Regions from separate parts of the Capsicum annuum genome. Here region 1 is linked to region 2. The links are chromatin contacts, called in public Hi-C maps. All regions are on one chromosome and are shown on one strand. The core of a region is the stretch at or near the end of the contact, and the rest is flanking DNA. Distances in the headings are between cores, read along the strand shown.

Evidence for each region. Hi-C and Micro-C count contacts between places; a contact is called where the count stands out from the background.
Region 1: a Hi-C map of leaf shows a contact between it and region 2, with 2.3 times the contacts expected there. The contact joins the promoter of LOC124900077 here to the enhancer-like site in region 2. A contact is called at or near these places in 2 of 5 Hi-C or Micro-C datasets (leaf and placenta).

What each region holds. Positions count from the first base shown.
Region 1 is chr7:193,626,666-193,633,288 of UCD10Xv1.1, forward strand. LOC124900077 (isocitrate lyase) reads left to right here and starts at 1,634. Exons shown (of 3, transcript XM_047415316.1): 1 at 1,634-1,995; 2 at 2,176-3,778; 3 at 3,891-4,255. The coding sequence starts at 1,966. The coding sequence ends at 3,985. LOC107852786 (syntaxin-132-like) reads right to left here. Exons shown (of 12, transcript XM_047415318.1): 12 at 4,709-5,055. The coding sequence ends at 4,894.
Region 2 is chr7:193,572,867-193,579,722 of UCD10Xv1.1, forward strand. No RefSeq gene overlaps it. Among protein-coding and RNA genes, the nearest start is that of LOC107877252, 13 kb to the right of the region's middle. Within about 2 kb of position 3,180, at least 3 of the 5 cell types and tissues checked have an H3K27ac peak or open chromatin away from gene starts, as enhancers often do. A contact at or near this core is called in leaf, where this site is marked.

The sequences.
Region 1 (6,623 bases), core at 384-2,883, 52 kb after region 2:
TTAAGTAGAGTGAAGTATGAAGACAAATGTAAAACATTTCACTTCCAGCTATTAGAGTTCTCCCTTGCACTGAACATATGAATCGGCAACTTCAAATAATACTATGTTTATTTGTTATTCGCTTCAAGCAGAAAATAATAATTAGTAATGTGAAATTATTTAGTAATTTTCAGTGTGACAAAATGACTTGAATTTTAGTCCACTTTTGATTGTAAACCGAAATCATTCATCTTTTAACTGATAGTTATTCCATTTTACAATCAACAGTAAATCACTGTAAATGAGTACTAAAAAACAGATTCCAAGATCCAAACAAGATGCTAAAAGAAAATAATCATGGGTTAAACAAGTTTTGTTATCCAAAAAAAATATTAATATGTTATGGTATGTCAAATACGTGTCTTGTATTTTTGAGTCCAAAGATAATAATTGGATCATTTTATTGTCCTAAAAAACATAAAAGTGACTTTCATAGAATTTTGATTCCAAAGATTAGATGACTTTTTATGTGCTAAAAGTATAAAAGTCACTTTGATAGAATATTCAGAATTGTTACGATTCTTAGATATTTTTTCGGACTTAAATGCTCAACTAAATGGCTGTCCCCGCTAAAAGAAAGAAATGTCACACAATTTATAAATGTCATATTCATATAAATATCACTAGATCGTCAACTGAATATTTATGAAAAAGGTATCATTGCAAATACCCAACAAACATGTGCGTCGTCTCATAAACATCTGATGGAACATTGTACTGGATATTGAAAATTTTACAAAAATGCCAGATTCGAAAAATTAGTCTTTTTTTAAAATAAATGATGCATATATATGAAAGAAAGAAGCAAATAAATTGTAGTAATTATTAAAAACCTTCACTAACTATATGATGAATTATAGCACAATTTCACTTTAGACTCTTCGTGCATGAAGAATGAAATCGCACATGCAATTTTATTGAGTTGATTTCTCACATAGTCACTCAATTATTATTTATTATTTTAAAAAATTATTTTCTTTATTGAAAATTTTGATAAAAAAGAAAGGTGATTCGAGAAAAAAATCTCTATTAATTGAGAGATCATTTAAAAGAATTTAAATTTTAATAACAACTTATTGAGTCTTTCGATAAACCACTTATACATTTTTAATGTATTTTAATACAAACACAAAACTTTAATTAAAATTATTGGATTCTACCGAATCTAGTATTAAACTGCAATCCACCTCCTCTTGAAACCATTTGATTAATTTTTGTTGTTCAGTAAAACAATCCAGCTACTTCCGGATCTACTGGCTCATAGGATTAGAAAACCAAAGGAAAAGGTGGCATGGTGCAAGAACAACAATTTAATTATAAAAACAGAAGTGGTTTAACTATCATTATGAAAAAGTGAGATCAGCCCAAAAAAGGAAATGGCCGACATGGGTTGTTGTGCGGTTGAATTACTCACTCTTAATCAGAGATTTTGAGGTCGAATTTGAGTAAAGAGAAAATTTTGTTGAAAGCGTCACCCTCAAAATATACAGTGCATGATCTGAACCAATCGAGACTCCAATATAAATACCAAACACGAAATTAAAAATCAAAATAAAAAAGTGAGGTCATCCTAAAGAGGAAATGGACAAACACAGTTGCGAAATTTGTCATGGATAGAAAACGCCATTGCCTCGATATCAACACCTCTTTTTTTTGCAATGCATCAGCTCTATCTCCGTCAAGATAAGTAAATACTAGAGATAAGGTCTAAATTATTTGGAAAAATGATGTGGAAAATTATTGGATTTTTAGTTTTTTATTTATTTTTCTTATCCTTCCTTTGGCAATTGGCATCATTTTTAAGAACCATACCTCTATCTTGAGTACTATAAATTGAGGGTCCTTGCCATACCTCATTGCATAAACAATTCATCATAGCAATTGTATAGATATACAAACAAAAAAAATATATTTAGAGTTCTAGCCATGGCTGCATCTTTCTCAGTTCCTTCAATGGTAAGATCATCTTACCATCTTTTCTTTATGCTTAATCTTTTTTATACTGAGACGAATTTAAATGGAGCGACATGCACAAATATATCTTCAAAATGAGATATTCAATTTGTTGTTGCTGTGTCATTTATTCATTTATTCTTTTTTGCTTAGTAATTATTTGTGGAATTTTGCATGTAACAGATCATGGAAGAAGAGAGGAGATTTGAGGCAGAGGTAGCAGAGGTGCAAGCATGGTGGAACTCAGAGAGGTTCAGGCTAACCAAGAGGCCATATTCAGCCAGGGATGTGGTGTCACTAAGAGGAACTATGAGGCAAAGCTATGCATCCAATGAGTTAGCCAAGAAGCTGTGGAGGACACTCAAGAATCACCAAGCCAATGGCACTGCTTCAAGGACTTTTGGTGCACTTGACCCTGTTCAAGTCACCATGATGGCTAAGCATTTGGACAGCATCTATGTCTCTGGCTGGCAGTGTTCTTCCACCCACACTAGCACCAATGAACCAGGTCCGGATCTTGCTGATTACCCTTATGACACTGTTCCTAACAAAGTCGAACATTTGTTTTTCGCACAACAGTATCATGATAGGAAACAAAGGGAAGCCAGGATGAGCATGAGCAGAGAGGAGAGGGCTAGAACCCCTTTTATTGATTACTTGCAGCCTATCATTGCTGATGGTGACACTGGCTTTGGTGGTGCAACTGCCACTGTCAAGCTCTGCAAGCTTTTCGTGGAGCGCGGTGCTGCTGGTGTCCACATTGAGGATCAATCTTCTGTTACCAAGAAATGTGGTCACATGGCTGGCAAAGTTCTTGTTGCCATCAGTGAACACATTAACAGGCTTGTGGCTGCAAGGTTGCAGTTTGATGTCATGGGGACCGAGACGGTTCTCGTGGCTCGTACTGATGCCGTGGCAGCCACATTGATCCAAACCAATGTGGACACAAGGGATCACCAGTTCATTTTGGGCGTTTCTAACCCGAATCTCAAGGGCAAGAGTTTGGCCACTCTTATGTCTGAAGCTATGGCTGCAGGCAAAAGTGGGCCTGAACTTCAAGCCATTGAGGATAACTGGCTGGCAATGGCTGAGCTCAAGACATTTTCTCAATGTGTCGTGGATGCAATCAACAAAATGAACCTCGGGGAGTACGAGAAGAAGAGGAGATTGAACGAGTGGATGAATCATTCAAGCTATGAAAAATGTCTTTCCCATGAACAAGCCAGGGAGATTGTTGAAAGACTTGGCCTTCCAAATCTTTTCTGGGACTGGGACTTGCCAAGAACCAGAGAAGGGTTCTACAGGTTTAAGGGTTCAGTAGAGGCTGCAATTGTTCGTGGGTGGGCATTCGCTCACCACGCTGATCTAGTCTGGATGGAGACTTCAAGTCCTGATATGGTGGAATGCACAAAATTTGCTGAGGGAGTGAAGTCTCAGAGGCCTGAGCTGATGTTGGCTTACAATCTGTCTCCATCATTCAATTGGGATGCATCCGGAATGAACGACAACCAAATGATGGATTTCATTCCAAGAATAGCCAAGTTGGGCTATTGCTGGCAGTTCATTACTCTAGCTGGTTTCCATGCTGATGCACTCATCGTCGACACGTTTGCTAAGGATTTCGCCAGGAGGGGAATGCTGGCCTACGTGGAGAAGATACAAAGAGAGGAGAGGAGCAATGGTGTTGACACATTGGCACATCAGAAATGGTCTGGTGCTAATTACTATGACAGAGTTCTAAGGACTGTCCAGGGAGGAATCACCTCTACTGCTGCTATGGGCAAAGGTATAAAAATCTACCCTTTTAAATTTTACGCATTTTTTACATGTCAGTAAATAATATTTAAACTTAGATAAGACTTATTAGTAACAAAGTATCTGCAATATGGTAATTGCAGGAGTGACAGAAGAGCAATTTGAGGAAAAATGGACAAGGACTGGAACAACAAACTTGGGTGATGGAAGTATGGTGGTTGCAAAGTCGAGGATGTAAAAACAAAAAAAGAAAACAAAAAGAGGAGTTCTTTTGGAGCATGAAGATGTGTGGAGCTTTGAACAATCTCAATTTTTAAGTTGTGGATTTCAAGTACAATAAGATTTTTCAGTTGTTTTTTTGAATAATTTTTCAGGGATTTGAATCATTTTGGACATTATTTTGGCCTTCAAATTGCCTAGTAGTTATCATTTGTATCTTCATCTCTATTTGGACTTGAGTTTCACTAGAGTTTCCAGTTGCTGCTTAATGAATTTGTTGATGCTTTTACTAAGCTGTTCAATCTAATTAACTTAGTTTCTCCAAAATTTCCATTCAAACTCTCTGAAATCTACACTAATAGCTCAAATAACAGAAGATGCGAAGCAAAGACCTTACCTCATTATGCCCCGGGGGTTAGCTCAATGGGCGAAGGTTGAGGGACTTGTGTCTCAAGTCACAAGTTCAAGATCAGTGTCAAGCAAACTAAGTTCAGTTTTTAAGGGGCAAATGTTAGAGGGTGGATGTGGTTGGCCCAAAGGATTGGCTCCATATGAATTTTTCTGTCATAAAACAAATGAAAAAAGGTCTTACCTCATTGGGTGCTAATCAACTCTCATTTAGATATCTTGCAGACTGTTGTTCCCCTGTCTGAAGTTAGGTATGAGACAATAATTGTGTTCATTTGCAGTTTTATGTAAACCAAATAGCTGAAGTTTAGATCCCAAAGAGTGATGCAAAGAATTATCTGTTGAATCTTATTATTCCATATAATACTTGCAACTTATTAGATACAGGAAAGATACAACTAGAGAAGAAAAAAGAACATACATGGAACAAAAAAGAGGAAACATTGTAAGTGGCACAGAAAATGAACATACATTAAGAAAATAAATCCACAGCAAGTAATGTTGATTATCTACTGATAGTTACTTCTTCCAAGGTTTGATCACAGAGAGAACGATAACGCCCGCGATAATGAGAAGCAAAATTATGGCAATCATCATGCATTTTCTTGATTTTTTCTGCAAGCTCTTTGCAGTTTGAAGTGCATCTGTACCCATATTAACATGGTCCACTGCACATCTTACCTGGAAATACAAAGGAACAAATTGAACCAAACCAAAAATTAAGCACTTAATTAAGAGCAAATGTTGTTTGACAAATCTGATATCCGTTTGGATTTTCTAACAAGACATGCTGCTACTTTACCAAAGAGATAGTATTATTTAACATATTGCAGCGCTTAAAAAATAACTACATGTAACAGTTCATAATATGTGGAACTAGTTACATACATAAGACAAACAACTTGTTACAACATGTTATACTAACTCGATAGTGTAAAAATTAGCGTACCTAAGTTAAAATGTACTAAGCAACTCTATTATAACCTCTTATAACACAATTACCCAGTAAATACGCTTACAAAATCACTAGTATCTGCTAGGAGAAACGATTTTGCGCACCAACCATGTTCATAATAAGTAAAATTATCACCTATAAATACAGGGTAATCAATAGGTTAGAGTACAGTGGTAATCAATAAATTATTTATAATGTGGATATATATAAGTTAAATCCAAATCATAATGGTAGATATATACTAAGCAATTCTGTATGACCTGTTATCACACAACTATGAGTAAGCATAGTTATAAAACTTGAATTTATATCCTAAATTTGGTCATGTGATTAGTTCTAATTCAACCAAACCTTATACTTATCAAAGAACCAATAAGTTGCATCATGCAGGAACAACGGTAAATTTTTTATAGAACTGCTCTTCCTCTTGGCCATCATCACTAAAATAAATATTGATGTGGATACGATACTGATACATCGTTCAATCTCAGATACATCGCATATATCCGAATTTAGCCATATATATCTGCATATATCTAAGGGTTACAACATGTATTCACGTGGTTACAACATGTATCTAAGAATTATTGTGAGATATTATATAATTAATTTTAAAAAGTGAGTGAGTAAGTAAATATGGTAAGAAAGTATGGAAATTTATGTAAATTTTCCAATTATTCATGATGAACCTTCTCATTTTAAATAGAATATAAATTTCATTGATCTTAAATCAATGGCTAGAAAATAGAAATGAGTTGGATTATCACGTATAGTTTGAAATGTCAAAGACATTCTTCAATTACATAACATGAACTATTTTAAATAATTAAAAAATTTAAGCAATAACATTTTATTTCTACATCAAAAGTGGTACTTTTCAAATTTCAATGACTTTTCAAACCCACAATTTTTTAATTTGTCAAAAGAGTGATTAGTCTGTACAATTATTGTAAAATGTTAGGACATTGTATGCTGGGCCCAATTGGCCCATCGAGAAAAAGTAAACATCACTGGTTGTGCAATGAGAGGAAAAAATCACACTTTCACATCTATTAACACTTTTTAAAACAAATAACCTAAATTGAAAATTTTTTAAAAAATGATCAGTCAAATATACTATTTCCTCTTTATATCCATTTCTTAATTTGGGTCATTTTGACTTACGTAATCCATATACTATATTGATACAATATATATACAATACTAATACAGTATTCAACTTGAGCAATTCGGCCATTTTACAAATATTTCATTTTTTTTGTTATAATTTTTTTAACTGATCAAATATTATGTT
Region 2 (6,856 bases), core at 1,930-4,429:
CTTAAATCCTGGATCTTCACTGGGTTAAAGTACTCTACGGAAAAATAGTTTCATACCTTTGTGCTCCATCTATTCAAATATGGATCACCTTCGATTAGTTTATCGCCTTTTAAGGTGTGTCATCTAAGCAATCGGAGAATGGGCAGCGGGTCTTCAGTTGATTTATCATTTTCCCTACCGAGCGCGGAAAAGACTTCGTATATCCAAATCTGCAATAATATATATATATATATATATATATAACTGAGTCAGTATAGTATAGACACTATAGATGAATTACAGTATATAATAAACTACTTCAATGGTTTATAATAAATATCATAAATGCTCAGGGAAATTCGTAAAGCGCGTACGATGAAACTCCCTTTGTCACAAATGTATTCTTCTGCTTGCTGAAGTCTATCCGTTTCTGTAAATAGTCTAGAGTCAATGAAAATGACTCCTTACCGCAAGGGTATCTCTCAAAGAAGCAAGTTATCCACCATCTTGATGGTGTCTATGTTCACGATTTTTGACAAATCACGTGCAAGCAATATGTAATGCACGAACCAAACCAAGCAATATTTGAACTTGTCCTTCTTGTCCAGCCTCCCACCTCTAATAAGCTTCAATAATCTCTTCGTATTTACACTCCTCTTTTTCGCAATCTTTTTAAAAAAAGTTTCACTCTCCTATATCGCTTTGACATATTTTGAATCACGGAGATAACGCCCACAATTTAAATTCGTGATTAGCGAAAACTTCTTCAAGCCAAATCATGCAGGCCTGTCATTGATGTATAACCACATTTTATGCAGTTTGTTGTCCAATTCAACTCGGCGAAGAAGTGTATAGTGGACAAGCTGTCCGTTGAACTTCATATGTTCTGGTAAGTCCCATAAATCACCAAAATAGGAATTCTTAAACCTAGACTTCAGACGTTGATCAATCACGACTTGTATGAATTCATAAAATATTTTCAAATGGGACCAAACGAATATCTTAGCAGAAAATGATCCGACATCATCCATGACTATGGCGAGGTCGTACCTCTCAGCCGAAATAAACCTTGCACAGTGGGGCATGATCAATGCTTCCTCATCTATCCTAGGCTCAATTTCTATTTCCTCCGGCTCATCTTGAACCGAAGCTTCAACAGCTTCCTCGCTCCAATTTTTATTATCCGATTCATCGACTACTCATTTTTTTTCTTTTCTTGGATCTCTCAACTTCTACAGCCTTGCGTTTGTTACCTCTAGCCATTTTTTATGTTCTACGAACAAAAAATAACATTTCTCAACTATAACAGCAAATACAATACCAAATCGACCTAACAGTCTATTAACTTGACAGCAGCTGCAGCACCAAATGCATATTTGCAGAACAACAAAATTTCTTCTAAAACAATTTCATCACTCACAAGAACATGCATCTAAATCATCATTATATTGAACAAAAACAGGAAGGAACCCAGATTTTTAGCACAAAAATCGAGAAAAATTAGAAAAAAAATCTCAATGCAATCATTGAGGGAAATAAAAATCCAACAAAAGTAATGCACAATCAAACCAATAACAACTTAAAAACACAAATTTTAAGTAAAATCAAGCCCTATTTTTTCAAAAAAACATCAATTTTTTCGTTTAAATACATAATACGAGTATGATTCAAACCAAGGAATCCCCAATATGAACATGCTTCTACAATACCATTATATTGAATAAAAGTTTGAACAAAAATCACATTTCTTTGTACATTCCGATAAAATTAGCAAAAAAATTTCAACATGCAATCACCAAAGATAATCTATATACACCAATTATCCATCAATAATCAAATAAATACCAACTAAAAACAACCAATTTCAATAAAATCAAGCCCCGTTTTTTAAAAAAATCAATTTTGTTAACCCCAACCATAATCAACAGAAACAAAAACACCAAAAAAAATGAAAAAACCCCATCAATATGGAGCACAAATTACCCAGGAGATGAATATAACTTACCTGAAGTTGAAGATCGAAGTTCTTCAAGCTTTAAACAACCTAGAAAATGAAAAATGGTGGAAAGGTGAGAAGAAGCGGGAGAGACGAGAGAGTGAGGAGAGAAGAGGAGAGAGAAAAAAATTTGGTATTTAATGAAAAAGTGAGGTTAAAAAAGTATTTAATAAATACATAAGGGGTGACAAAAAGTTTTTTCTTTTAAACACTTTAACCCATACCTCACCACTTTATTCAAAACTCTAAAAATTTAAATAAAAAATAAAATGATATTTATTTCTCAAAATAAGTTTTCAAAGTGGACCAACAACTAAATCTTCTCGTGTGTTGGCGCATTTATGGTTTTGATTGGCTATTTTATACTCCCTCCGTTTAAAAAAGAATGACTTACTTTGACTTAGCACAAAATTTAAGAAAATAAAGAAGACTTTTGAATCTTGTGACCTTAAATTAAAGTTGTGTCAAATGTATCAAAATGCCCTTTAATCTTGTGGTGCTAAACATACCATGTGGTAAGTTGAAATTAAAGTATCGCCAAAAAAGGAAAGAGATTATTCTTTTTGAAACAAACTAAAGAAAAGTACGTCATTTTCTTTTAAACGAAGGGAGTATACTTTAAAATTTAGTTCAAACAAATGATTGTGCATTGGAAAAAATTCATAACGTTGGAGATGTTGATGGACAATTTAACTCTCTTTTAACACTTTGAATTAGCTTTTTCTACGTATTCGTCTAATGATCAAGATTCAAGAATAACACAAACGTTCAGTGATTTTTTTGCCCAATAGGTGCGGTAGAGAAAAAGAAAGTGGCCATCAGTGTTTAATTTATAAAATGAAATTGTCTAACTATTTAAACAGATAACTTTTCACAGCCTATCGACAATTATCGTTTAACGTAGAATGTAAATTTTCTTTATTAAAAATAGAGAGAAAAAAAATAAAAAATGACTAAATAAGGCAGGACGGAGCGAGGCAGAACTTAATAAGACGAAGCTGACCCTTCTTACCCTCCTTCAAGAGTGGAACAACTGCCCATTCCTGAGCCGTCTTAAGAATGCAGCAAAAACGAAAATTTATTCTAGAGTCAATTAATTAAAAAAAAAAAAAAGTACATCATTGCGTGTCATAAAATCCAAAATACTAAGCGAGCAAGACAGATTAAATTCTTAGTAGATTAAGGCTTGCATGCCCTACCCCGCCACACCTGCCCCAATTGCCATCCCTAATATTTTTAATTTGATTCCAAAAATCATATAGTAATACCATATTGAGGTATGGTGAAGGGCGTAGCAAACTGAAGGCCAATTTCTTCGTGCGATGCGGTGAAGAGTGATGATGATACTTCTCTTGGATCCCTTTGATTTGCCCCTTTAGAAATTAGAGATTCTCCTCATCACATTATGAACTATTCTACAACTTGAACTTCAAGATCTGTACTTAGTTAGCTGGAGCATAATAAATGACTGCCCTATCATGATTTAGTTTTTTTTCTTTAAAAAATAAATAAATAAATCCAATCAAAACATGAGAGCACAGTCGAAAACGACATCTATTTATTTTTTAAATTATTAACGTGTGATATTATATAATAACAAAAAATATTACAATCTATCTACATATTATTTGAAGCTTATAGATTCCTAATAAAAGTAAATTAAAAAAGAAAGTGTTCTCTTCTTTGTAGGTGTCCGAGGAAAATCAAATCCTACTACAGAGGGACAACTAAGCTTAAATGAATTCTTTCACTCCTGTTGGAAGAAGTGATATTTTTTGTTATTACAAACAGATTTTTTTGATAGATTAAACAGCCTTTTTCGGTAATCTGATCCGCCGCCAGACAATATACCGAATGTAACGATAGATAACAACCATCCAAACAAGATCATTAATAATCCAGAATTGAAGAATGAAATAATTAAAAATTTAATACTTTTCATAATGAGATAATTTTATTATATTATTTTTTAAATATAATAAAATTAATATTTTAAAAATATATTAAATAATGAATCGTATTTGATATTAAAAGATAAAATAAATAAAAATAATTATATTATTTATTCATTTTATAAATTAAACAAATATTATTAAATAATTTAAAATAAAAAATGAACAACTGAAAATGTAGAATGAAAATAACAAACACATTTGAGTAGTCTAAATTTGAGCATTGCATGGATCTCCCGCCCGCCGAAAACCTTATCCATTACACTTAATTTGCCACATAATCTTGCAATATCTAATATTAAATTAAGAATAATGCGATAAAATAGTTACATCAGCCATTATTTTTTTTTTAATAATTATTGAAGAGAGGGAATAATAACACCACATTGAACCAGAGTCTGATCTGAAAAGGAACGGGCAGTCAACACATAAATCTGAGCATAGCTGAATGCCTGAATCTTCACCCGCCGAAAACCTTATCCGTTTAACACAAAATTTGACCACCGATGGGCCGATAAATTATCATGACGGAATTAGAATTTTTATTGAACGAGTTCAGAAGTAAACATATGAATCAGTAGAAAGAAGTTGGGCATCTACAATACATAAATAAAATATAATTTTAATTGTATATAGATAGTATAATTTTTCGTCGAAAAAAATTTGGATAAACATCTGAATAAAAGATGGCTCCGCCCTTGTACGTGAGGCGCACGGTTACAGTGTACAAGTGTTGTGCAACAAGGTTATCCACCTGGTGTGCGAGCGAGGAATCGAAGGCCATACGTATGTATTCTCATTGTCAATTTTGTTGAACGGTTGGTGGCGTCATTGAGGAATGCGTAGTTGGATTTACATGGGTGTTCCATAGTCTTTGGGTCTTATCCACATTATTGGTTAGTGGCAAATAGAAAACAAAAGTAGGTTGGCAAGCCACAAATTATAATTAGGTTTTTCTACTCTTATCAACTCGACATATAGAAATTAGAAATGATGTGATGTTTCTTTTAGTTAAAAAAATAAACTATAATGGTTCTTTGCTTTTGGGAAGTTTTAAACAATAATAATATATTGAGTGTACCTAGAATTTAAGAAATATATTTGTATGCAAATTATATCTTTTTCTTAAAAAGAAAATTGTAGATTTTCATTGAGCTGATGTCGCGTTACGTTCTATCAAATCACTTCACCCTTCATCCCCTCAAGGTTTCGTTGGACGGTCAACTTCTCATACCTCCATATCAAGATATCCATGCATGACCTCTGTTTTTGATTTTATATATATATATATATATATTTGGTGATAATACTTGAAAAAAATTTAGATGAGGTTGAACTCTTAGATGGCTTGTGTTTTGATAGGAAAGACAAGAAGTCTGTATATGAGGTTCTGGATTAGCCGGTGATCTACACGTTTTAGGCACTTAATCAGCATGGCTAGAGTTATCCCTAAATTCTGCCACAATTAGTATATAAATAGTTGTTTGCATATATATAAATTAACAGATCGTACCTGAACCACCCTATGTATTATTTGATTGGTGCATAATTTAATTGCACAAGAGAATCTTTAGATCCGAATTCAAAAATGTTAGGTGTCGTGTGATTCGTGGGACCATAATTACTCGAGATGCAAGTTAAATGTATAGTTTCTTGAACAACATAATGTTTTCGAATCAGATACAAAATATAAACCTGAATTTAAACCTCTTTTATTTGTATGAAACTATTTATATATTAGGATAGAATCATAAAGCAGAACTGCAGAACCCACTCCAAGATTCTTGGTTGCATCACCGACAGCGAATTTAAATATATTCTTTCTTAATTTGATAAGTCCAAAGGCTAAGGCCATCTACGTAAGAAAATTGATGGCAATTTTATAAATTGTGCTATTTGATTCGGAAAACAAATTATTAAGATCTAACTCTTTCTTAGCAATAATCAGAAACATTTTGTGGTGGGAGCAAAAGAAAACTGTTTTTTGTGAATGATCTTTCTCTCTCTCTCATAGTGTGCAAATATTACTCTGCTTTGGAATTCTATTGATAGTGCAATATTATATGTGACTATCAAATATTTTATTTTAGATGATAAGAAGAGCCAACATGAGTCATTTAGTCAAGTTTAATTTTCTTATTTTGGTTGATCAAATCAAATTTTTTTGTCATTAAGTTTGGCTCATTATAGCTTATGCCTTTTTTATTTGATATTTGCCATCATGCATTAAAGGTATATTATTCCCCTTTTCCCAATAATGTGGCATATTTTATTTTTTAGGGCGCAAATTATTTAGGTTGACGTGGACTTATTAGATTCCTTTTGAGCTATAAAGACAATTTTAATCCCTAAGGATCAAGAATTAAGTTACTAGTCTAATTTAAAATTTTCGAGCCTTTCAGAAAATTATATTATTCTTAAAGTAATGTATTGCTTGTCCAATTAGAAAATAAAATACAATTTATGTCATTTGATTCCTATCTTATGCAATTTTTGCTGTTTGATCCTCATTTGTGCATATTTAGTGTTGCATATTTGTTTTAAGTTTATACAATTCTAAATTATTGTTTGGTTTAAATTATTAATCTTTATCTTGAGATTTCTTTAAGATTAATTTTAAATGTCTAACAAAAATAAACTAGGGGACAATTTAGTGTCATAAAAATTCCAGATCTATCAAGGTTTTAAAAATAGACAACGTACTTTAAAACCATAAGGTATTAAGTTTTTAAAATTTCCTGAGGAATATAACACTTAAAGTTGAAGAACCATATAAAGGAAAATCATTTCATGTAATTAAGATTTTAGAAATTACAAACACATTCTAAAATCATAAAATATTAGATTGTGAAGAATTTCATTTTTGAAAGTGCTGGAGCAAAGAAGAAATATCATGAGACTTTCTTAAATCGAGAATTTTAGAATTGCT